2 separate regions of the Mus musculus genome follow, and region 2 is linked to region 1. Evidence: chromatin contacts called from public HiChIP or PLAC-seq data. All regions are on one chromosome and are shown on one strand. The core of a region is the stretch at or near the end of the contact, and the rest is flanking DNA. Distances in the headings are between cores, read along the strand shown.

What was found. HiChIP or PLAC-seq counts read pairs in DNA pulled down with a chosen protein or histone mark.
Region 2: an H3K27ac HiChIP or PLAC-seq map of oligodendrocyte precursor cells shows a contact between it and region 1, with 2.8 times the contacts expected there. The contact joins two enhancer-like sites. A contact is called at or near these places in 3 of 39 promoter capture datasets (embryonic stem cells and stem cell-derived epiblast-like cells), 3 of 484 Hi-C or Micro-C datasets (bone marrow-derived macrophages, cranial neural crest and pancreatic cancer cells), 7 of 115 datasets of contacts at active chromatin or transcription factors (double positive thymocytes, embryonic basal ganglia, embryonic stem cells and 2 more) and 1 of 9 other capture datasets (embryonic stem cells).

What each region holds. Positions count from the first base shown.
Region 1 is chr17:25,506,666-25,511,256 of GRCm38.p6, reverse strand. No RefSeq gene overlaps it. Among named protein-coding and RNA genes, the nearest start is that of Gm33727, 9.6 kb to the left of the region's middle. Within about 2 kb of position 2,211, at least 25 of the 459 cell types and tissues checked have an H3K27ac peak or open chromatin away from gene starts, as enhancers often do. A contact at or near this core is called in neural progenitor cells and oligodendrocyte precursor cells, where this site is marked.
Region 2 is chr17:25,661,373-25,665,963 of GRCm38.p6, reverse strand. Lmf1 (lipase maturation factor 1) reads right to left here. Exons shown (of 11, transcript NM_029624.4): 11 at 3,138-3,450. The coding sequence ends at 3,261. Among named protein-coding and RNA genes, the nearest start is that of Gm22645, 31 kb to the left of the region's middle. Within about 2 kb of position 2,438, at least 46 of the 459 cell types and tissues checked have an H3K27ac peak or open chromatin away from gene starts, as enhancers often do. A contact at or near this core is called in neural progenitor cells and oligodendrocyte precursor cells, where this site is marked.

The DNA.
Region 1 (4,591 bases), core at 962-3,461:
AGGAGGCTAAGGAGGGGGTAAGAGGAAGGAGAGGCCAGAGAAAGATATCATTGCTCAGAGACAGGCACAGAGGTCAGAGGGAGACTTGGGATAGGTCCCAGTTTGGAGCCTTAGGCCTGTGAAATGGACAATCATATTGTGTGGGCTAAGGCCAGCCAGGGCTGAACACAGGTTTAGCCACCCCAAGGGCAAAATGGGTTGCTGGGAACATGGTGGGGAGGGGAAGTAGCAGCTTTGTGATGAGAACCGCTCACAGGTGGTGTGAATGCCCCTTCACCTGACCGTAGCTGGGTATGTGGAGTGAGCACCAGCCACGGGCCATCAGGGTCTTGATGGAGACAGGGCCCCCATTGGATCTGGACATAAAAGAAACATGCTCTTGTGTCCAGCCACACACTGCAGCCATGTGAGCCCTTGGCAGTTGGTGCTCATCCTGGTGGCTCTAGCAGATGCTACTCCACAGATCCTGTGCTCCCCTCAGGCCTGAGGCCCTAAGCCCATGCTGGCCCAGGACTCCCAGAGCCGAGTGGATGAGGTTCAGGGCTCTGCACCCCTGGGATCCATCTTTGGCTGGCTGGACTGGGGTAGGGGTCACACCTGCTCTGGGGTGGGATAAGGTGGGGGGGCTCTTCCGGGCCTGCAGCTGTTGGCCCCAAGGACAGACAAGGCCTCCACTGCAACAGCTGGGCCGGAGGCTTGGGAGCCAGGAGAGCCTGAAGCCCAGGCAGCCCCCACGGGGGATCGGTTACAGTGGCTGCAGATGCTGGGGGAGGTGAGGAGGGAAGGAACAGAGACTGCAGGCTCCCCCCAGACTACCCTCTTCACACCTACCTCCTACACTCTATGTGGCCCAGGGACCCCAGTCATAGCCCATTTGGGGCTGCCTTCTATAAGACAACACCAAAGCCATGGCATGCTGGTCTGCTTAGGAAATCCCTCCTCTAGCCTCTGGGCAATGGGCAACGGCAGCTGCTGTTTTCCCAATTGAGCGATGCCTATTGCCCAGCAGGTGTGTGCAGGACTGAGCTGGAAGAGACTTCATGGTGGGTGAACATTCAGGGATATCTTAGTGTGCACCATGCTGTTATTTGTGGACCCCCCTTGGTGGGTTCACCCCAGAGACAAAGATACACTAGCACACGGTAGGCACCCAGGAAACGCTTTCGGAATGAAGGAATACCAACCTGGTAATGGATCACCATGCAGTATTATCTTCTGCACTGTGAGGCATGGAAAGAAGCTGGAGTCTCACTCTGCTGGGGCCCTGGAAGGGTAGTGGGTATCACTGGGTGCTGGGAGGATAGTAGTGGGCATCACCTCCTTGTCCTCTCTGGCTCTGACTACCTGGCATCTAGCAAAGCAAGAAGCAGGGCCAGACCCAGGCCAGCAGCAGCAGAGACATAAAATAGCAAATTCAGTAGTTCAGGTGCTGGGATCTGGTCAAGTGGCTCCCACTAAAATATAGCCTCACCTTTCCGGCCACTGAAAGCATGCCCCAAGTCACATGTCACATAGGGCCCCAAGGTCCTGGAATGGACAAGCTAAGAGGAGATGACCCAGGTCTTTCCAGATGTTACTTGATATTGCAAAGTCTCCTCCCTCTCAACAGACCCTGTCTAAAGCCCCACAAGGGGCTGGAGCAGGCATCCCTAGCATCCCAGGATCCTGGATGCTATCTGCTTGCCCACCTGGCCATTGTCCCTGACAGCCGTTTCATCGAGGGACAGGCCCAACTCTTGAGCCAAGGACATATTGCCCTGGCTACTGAAGGACCAAGTGCTAGTTTGCCGGGATTTGGGGATTTTGAGCCATCTGCTGTGGCAGGTGTGGTCAGTCTGACTAGCAGAGTCCATGGGCTGCCTGGAGGGTGGCCAGCCAGCTGCTGGGGGGCTGGGTTTGCTGGTCTGGCTACTTGCCTTGGGCAGCAGAGCCAGGAGAGAGAGGGATGGAACACAGAGAGGCAGAAGATCTCTGTCCCCTGCCTGGCATGGTTCAGATTCCCAAACGGGCACCGTGGGCAGCTTGTCAACAAGGCCAAGGTCTCCTTAAGGATCTGGGACTAGGCCTGAGGTGGGGATTTCATGCACAACATGGGAAACCCTACCTATAAGGCAGTAGGCGTCATGTTGAGGATCCCACCCCTCATCTTGGGGACTGATAAGATCATTGCATGCTGCTGTACAATGTGCTTTTATGAACTGTGTGAGCGCCCCCCACTGGCCAATGTTGGTCTGTTCTCAATGAGCAAATGAACCCTAGATGTCAGCCTGGGGGAGACAGCACACAGGAGTGTTAGAGGTAACTCTGAACATGCCTTCACTGGGGAGGAGGCTTAGGGGTGCTTAGGTGGTACAGGGGCAGAGAAAAGGCTGGTTGGAGTAGGGTCCCCAGAAGTAGGTCTGAGAAGTCTGTAAAGCCCACTGAGGGAACCTAGACAGGCATACATGCTAAGAAGGTCTGGAACACCATGCTCAACTCTAGAGAGCAAGCAGAGCATCCCAAGAATGTCCTCACAGGGACAAAGTGTGTGGCGTCACACTTCTGGGCTTAGGACAGGCTTTGCCCTGGGGGCTGACCAATACACCCTGAGTCAGACAGGCCCCTCTCATGGCTCCAGTTTGCCCTACCATGGTAGAAACAGCAAAGGCAATGAGATCAAGGCCTGAGGTGGGGCCATGGTCTTGCAAGGTGATGGCAGAGTAAAGGGAAATCGAGGAAGGAGGCTGCTGGGAGAGGCTAATAGTAAAGAAGTATTAGTAACCCCTCAGGCAGGCAGCTCAGGAACCAGGCTGCCCTTGAAGCTAAGCTCAGACAGGTACAAGGCTAGCCTTTCCCCAAAGCCAACCCGAGGAAGTACCTCTGGGGTGGATTCTCAAGGAGAGTGCAGAGGAGCCCTTATCCCTCCTGCCATGAGCACAGAGAAACCAAGGCTGAATCTCAGGTGCAGGCCTGCCTGGGAGAGCCACGGGGCTTCTCAAGGCACACCAAAGGACTGAGGAGGTCTTATGCGGCCCTGTGGCAATTGCCCCGGGGACCTTCTGAAAGAGTTACATGTTATTGAGGGCATCAAGGCTCAGGGCACATGAGAGGGTTGTGGGGGTGCTGAGTGACCAGAAACCACTCCCCAGCCTACGGCCTGGAAGCTGGTGCCCTTCAACTGGTTCAGGAAGGACCCGGAAGGGAAGTGATCTGGCTCACCCGTGCAGACTGAGTCTTTTACCAGACTGGCCCTGAACTGTCCTGAATACAGCTGCATGCATTGACCACTAGGACCACAAGATGGCACCAAAGGCCAGCTGGTGGGGGCTTCTGCAGTAGAACCTGTGGGCCAGGTTGGGGTCTAGACCTTGATCCTCCCTCTTGACCTACAGAGGACAGATGCTGCTGAGGGAGCCAGTGGAAAGCTATGAGAGTCAGGATGCAGCATCCACTGTGAGCTCATTTCTCTAAATGAAGGCGGAGAACTTACTTGCTGCAGTAAGTTCTGCACTTTTTTCTGAGGCCCTCTCTTCTACCTACTTTCCTCCAAGATCACTGGCTTTGCTGCCCAGTTAGGGTCTAAAAAGAGCTCAGGGCTGGGAGCACAGGAACTCAGGTATTACCCAGTCTGGGATCTAAGGCAGATGGGAGTCCCAGCAAACGGACCTGAAGGGAGGGCTTAAATGAACTGGGTATACTGGTACACACCTGTAACCTCAGTACTCAGAAGGTGGAAGTGGAAGGATCCAAAGTCAAGGCCATCTTTAGCTGCATCGTGAGTTACAGACCAGCCTGAAACACATGAGACTATTCTCAAAAATAGAAGAGAGAGAGGAGAGGAGAGGGGAGGGGAGGGGAGGAGAGGCAAAGGGAAGGAGAGGCAAAGGGAAGGGGAGAGGAGAGGAGAGGAGAGGGGAGGGGAGGGGAGGGGAGGAGAGGGGAGGGGAGGGGAGAGGAGAGGAGGGGAGGGGAGGGGAGAGGAGAGAAGAGGGGGAAGGGAGGAGAGGAGAGAAGAGGGGAGGGGAGGAGAGGAGGAAAGGGGAGGGGAGGTGAGGTGAGGAGAGGCAAAGGGAAGGGAAGGGAGGGGAGAGGAGAGGAGAGGAGGGGGGAGGGGAGGGGAGGGGAGAGGAGAGGAGAGAAGAGGAGAGGGGAGGGGAGGGGAGGAGAGGAGAATCAGGGAAGGGTAAGCAGAGTCTCTGGAGGCAGGACTGATGAAGAGCCCATATTCTCCCTCTCCCAAGCAGGTAGAGCCTGAAATGTGTTCTTGCCTGATGTTGTAATTTGTCTCTCCAGATGATTATCGCAATGTCAACCTGACATGGGTCGCAGTGAGAATGCATGCAGAGGCCTCCGAGCTCACAGGGCTTCAAACATTTCCCCTTTACCTGCTTGGTTTAGAGGGAGCAGAGGTCAAGGCTCAGCCCTAAGAGGGGGTGTCTGTCCTCCCCTCCCCTCCCCCACCCACCCTGAAGCCTTCAGAGCTCTGCTTTCCGATTCCTACTTCTGGAAGGGACAGGTGGGCCTGTCCATTCCTTTTCTATTGCTTCAGGGGTCCTCACTGGGAGCCTCAAGCCTGTGTCCTCCTGAAGGGCCTGGGGAGCCCCTGTCTGCA
Region 2 (4,591 bases), core at 1,189-3,688, 150 kb before region 1:
AGCAGTGTTCCAGTATAACACTGATTTTGTCATTTGCAGTTCTACACAAGTTTGGAGCTAGGGTTCCCGTTCTATAGAGACTACTGGAATTGTGTCAGGATTGCAAGGCAGCCACCGTGAGGAGCACTGGCTCCCGGGAGTGACATTTTCAGGTGACCTGTCACCTGCTCTTCTGTCTTCAGTCCCCTTTAACACCATGTTATGGTTTCACCCATCTGGCTGGCTTCCTTCAGGCATCTTGCTATCCTGTGAGACGGTACGGTACGTGACGATGCTTCCTTGGTTCCATTTACTAACCCAAGTGAGTGGGAAGCTTTTGGCAGTGGAAGCAGCCACAGGACTTCAGCTGGCTGGGGACCAGTGCATGAGGAGGGTACATCACCTCTGCTGGATGATGGAGAGGGAAGGATGCATCCTGGTGAGCTGCCAACTGTTAGGGGACCAATAGTCAGGCCCAGCATGGCACCTCAGGGAGATAGTGCCTGGTGACTTTGGATCCTGAGTTTGAAATCAGGTGTAGAGAGTCTAGTATGACTGTCTTCTGTCATCCCAGAGCCCATGTCCGGCTCCTGGCCGATGTCCGCTAGCCCAGGTCACTAGCAACTAGCATACACTGGACCCTAACCTTGCTTTTGCACATCCTACAGAGTGAAGTTGGGGCTAATCACGTCACAGCTGCTATGTCCACTCACCCCCAACCCCTGGAGTGGGAATTTGGGTAGAGAAGTGCAGAAACATACCCTAATGTTAGACAGTACTGCTAAGTGAACCTGAGTTCTCCCCTGTCCCCCGGCCCAGCCCGGCACCCAAGCTTCCTACGTTTGTCCCAGTGCCCTCCAACATGGAAATTTCTTCCTTGGGTTCTTCCGTGGAGGGAGCATGTGCCCAGGGGCAGATGGGCACGTCCTTTAGCATGCTACAGTTAACCTGGTAGACTCACATGGCATGACTGCTGCGCTAAGGGACAGGATGAGACCCCTCTCCACCTGGACGCTGACCAGTGCAGCAGTATGGCCCCAGTGTAGTCAAGGCATGGGTGTGAGTGGGGCTCCCCAGGGATGGCCTTAGAGCAGACTCCTTGGCTGGAGTGATCCAGTGGGGTATAAAGATCATTTGCTAAGGGAGCTGGGGGCACCTCTCAGCCTCAACAAGGGGATCTTTGAGGATACATGTATATTGGGAGGGCCTACATCTGTCAGAGGTAGAAACCTGTAAGTGCCTTCTAGATCAGGACATCAGGTCCCTGTGCTGTCCTTGGTGAGCAGACACATAGCGTGACTGACTCACCACTGTCAGGACCCGTCTACCCTAGGGTGAGCTTGGGTAGGGTGGGGCTATCCACAGTCAGAGCTGCTAAGTCTCTTCAGTGGGTCCCTAAGGCCACCAGAGAGAGCAAGATGACCAGGGGCTGTGGACAGTGATAAGCCTTGCTTAATGTTTACCAAGGGAATGACCTGGCCACTAACATCCATTCCAGCTTGTCCACTGTGACTCCTGCTGGGCTCTGCCGGCTTGAGGCCCTGATCCATGCTGAGGGCCAGTGTCATCAGATGGGCACTCCCTGTAACCCCCACTCAGTGTGGCTCTATTGGTGCCCTCATCCCATTTCAAGAGTAGCTCACGACAGCAGCTACCACATGGGGTAAAAATCAAGAGGCAGCTGGGCGTGGTGGTGCACACCTTTAACCCCAGCTCAGTTTGAAGTCAGCCTGGTCTACATAGGGAGATCTGTACCCAAAGAACCAACAAGGATGTCAGTCACTAAGCCTCCATGTCATACAGCATGACTGTTGTGTGAGCAAATCCATGACACATGATGCAGCACAGGACTCAGCATGGCATCTGGGTGGAGATGACATTCTGAAACCAGCAGGGGACCATCTATTACCTGTCCTCTGTCTGCAGTCTGTCTGTCAGATCCTGTCTCTCTTACAAGAGGCATCCTGGTAGATTCTGGTTGCCCCAGGGCCTGGCTCCCTCCCACAGCTCTTGTCCCCTGCATAGGTCGAAACACCGTTTTTTAGCTCTGCTGAACCAGCAGCCCCCTCCCCAGGATCCTCAGGAAGGAGGGGGCACATGGCTGGACCGATGCCAGAAGTCTACATCTGGGGGCCTGAGGTTTCTCCCACTGAGCCCCGAGACTGCGGTCTTGGCAACCGGCAAGGGCATGGAGGGCTCACAGTGAGCTAGGTGCCACTCTCCCGGGTCACCAGAATACCCAAGCAGCTGCCATCCCTGCTGAGGGCCCCACCCCCCACGTCTACCGCCTGGGGTATGGCTGGGCCGCCCCCAGGAAGGGCTGCTCAGGCTGCAGGCTGCCAGTCACTCCTGTGGTGGTCATGGCAGACTTGCTGGCTCCAGTCTCATAGCTCTGAGGCTGTCTGTCCCTGACACACACAGGGCGCCCTGTTTCCTTGGGAGCTGGAACACGGGCTCTCTGTTTGCACCTGGGTTGGCCGTCCCTCCCCAGCCAGGCTGAGGGGGTGCTCTGCAAGGCCACACTTGTGCCCCCCTCGACCAGCCTCCTCAACTGAACCTTTTTTGTTGTCCTTTCTGGGATCCTCTGCAGTGTGGCCCAGGGACAGGCAACATGGGCCCCAGACACCATGCTTAGCAAGCAGGGGGATGGGGAGGTATTCCTAGAGTCTCTGCTGTCCTTGTAGCTGGTGAGCCTGGGCAGTTGTGCGCAATCTGGGAAGGGAAGCCTTAAGCACTGCTGGCCAAGGTTCCCACTGACATGGCTCTGCTTGGTTCTCCACAGGTCACCCACGGGAGACTGGAATATGACCACAAGCTGGTGACAGGGCTTCTATCCATTTGCATATATCCTACACTGGAGCGTGCAAGGGATTCCTGAGCTCATGTATCTGTGTGTGTGTGCCTGGGTGGTGTGTGAGGGGTTCTGGGGAGGGATCATGCTGAGAACAGCAAGCCTCCTGTCCCTCAGGGAGATGGTGGGAACGAGTCGGTGCTGCCACACCGGACTTGTGATAGAGACCTGGCTACGGGATTGACTAGGAATGTGTGGTTGGGCTACAGGGGACGCAGCCTCTAGGTTAGGGAATCTGAGACCCCCCTCTCCACAACAGGGAAGGGTTAGCAAGGTGACAGGGACGGATAGAGACAGGAGGCTGACAGCTAGGAAGCACATCCTTTTCCAATCTCTTCTTGGCAGGATCCATGGGCTGCCGGGTCCCTGTGCGGGTCCCGTGGCCGCAGCACAGTATAGGTAGAGAAGCGGTTGGTCTCTGGTCTTTATTTCAGCGTGTGTGTCTAGATGGGGGTTCTGGTAGTGGCCACTCCCGAGTCTTAAAGTATTCCTTCAGATCCTCAAGGCGGAGTGGGGGGAAGTAAGGACCAATTCGCTTGCGGATCCACCACTTGCCCTGGGTGGCGTGCTGGCCCCCGGGGAGGCTGAACTTGTACCGGTAGTGTTCTCCTCGGATCCACCTGCAGGGCACAATGTGTCAGCCTGCGTCTCTTTGCTTCCCGTCTCCATGACCCACCCTCTCCACCTCATCCTACCAGGGTGTGTGCAAGCCTTGCTACTGGGGTGGGGCTTGGGATGCTGTCTTTCTGGGTGTGGGTCTTGAGGCATCATTGGTTGTGGGTGGGGCTGCCATCCTTCCCCCTTCTGGTACACAAACCTGAGTGGGTAAGGGTCCCCGAGGGAGGGTGGGGCTGAGGGGTCATGAACAGAGAGCCACACTGAACTCCACAGTTGGGCACCGAGAGGGTGAGGCGGTGCTGCGGAGATCACCACAAAGTCCATCTTCTCCTGAATCTGGGGTCCTGACCCTACATTTCCCAAGGCTGGGGAGGGCAGGGATGCAGGGCCTCTGGGAAGGTTCCTGTTGTGCAACCATTCTATCTTCTATGAATCGGCCCTCTTGCCTTCATTTTCTCCTCAAGTTATGGTTGAAGGTCTAGGGCTGCAGGTCCTGGACACTACAGCCAAAGTGGGTGTGGTGTGGTGTGGTGTGGTGTGGTGTGGTGTGGTGTGGTGTGAGTGGGGTCCTGGTCAGGGGCCTAGTGTTGGGCCTGGGAAGCTGGGAAAGAGTCAGGGCAGGTGCTTTCCCTGACAGGTCTGGGAAGATACTGAGGAAGACTGACACCACCCCTGGAACGTTCTAGAACCTGCTGGTTAGTTTTTATCAATGCGACACAAAGTAGTGTCATCTGGGAAGACGGAGTGTCAACTTCCGAAGAGTCTGTATCAAAGTGACCTATCAATAAGTCTGTCTTGGGGTATTTTCTTGATTAATGACAGGTTTGGGAACTCAGCACACTGTGAGGTACTACAACCCACTGTCCTGGGTTGTAGAAGCAAGCAAGCTGAGAAAGCCATGGGGAGCAAGCCCATGGGTCTCTGTTCCTCTGTGGTCTCTGCTTTAGCTTCTGTCTCCAGTTCTGAGGCTCCTGCCTTGGCCCTCCCTCAATGATGGCCTATAACCTGTAAGCTTTCCCGAGTTGTTTTGGGTCATGGTACTCATCAGCAATGGAAAGCAAGCTAAGTCCACTGACTATAGCAGGGTGTTTAAGATCAGACTCAGTGGGTAGCCTCTTCCAAAACTATACTGGCTATGCCAGC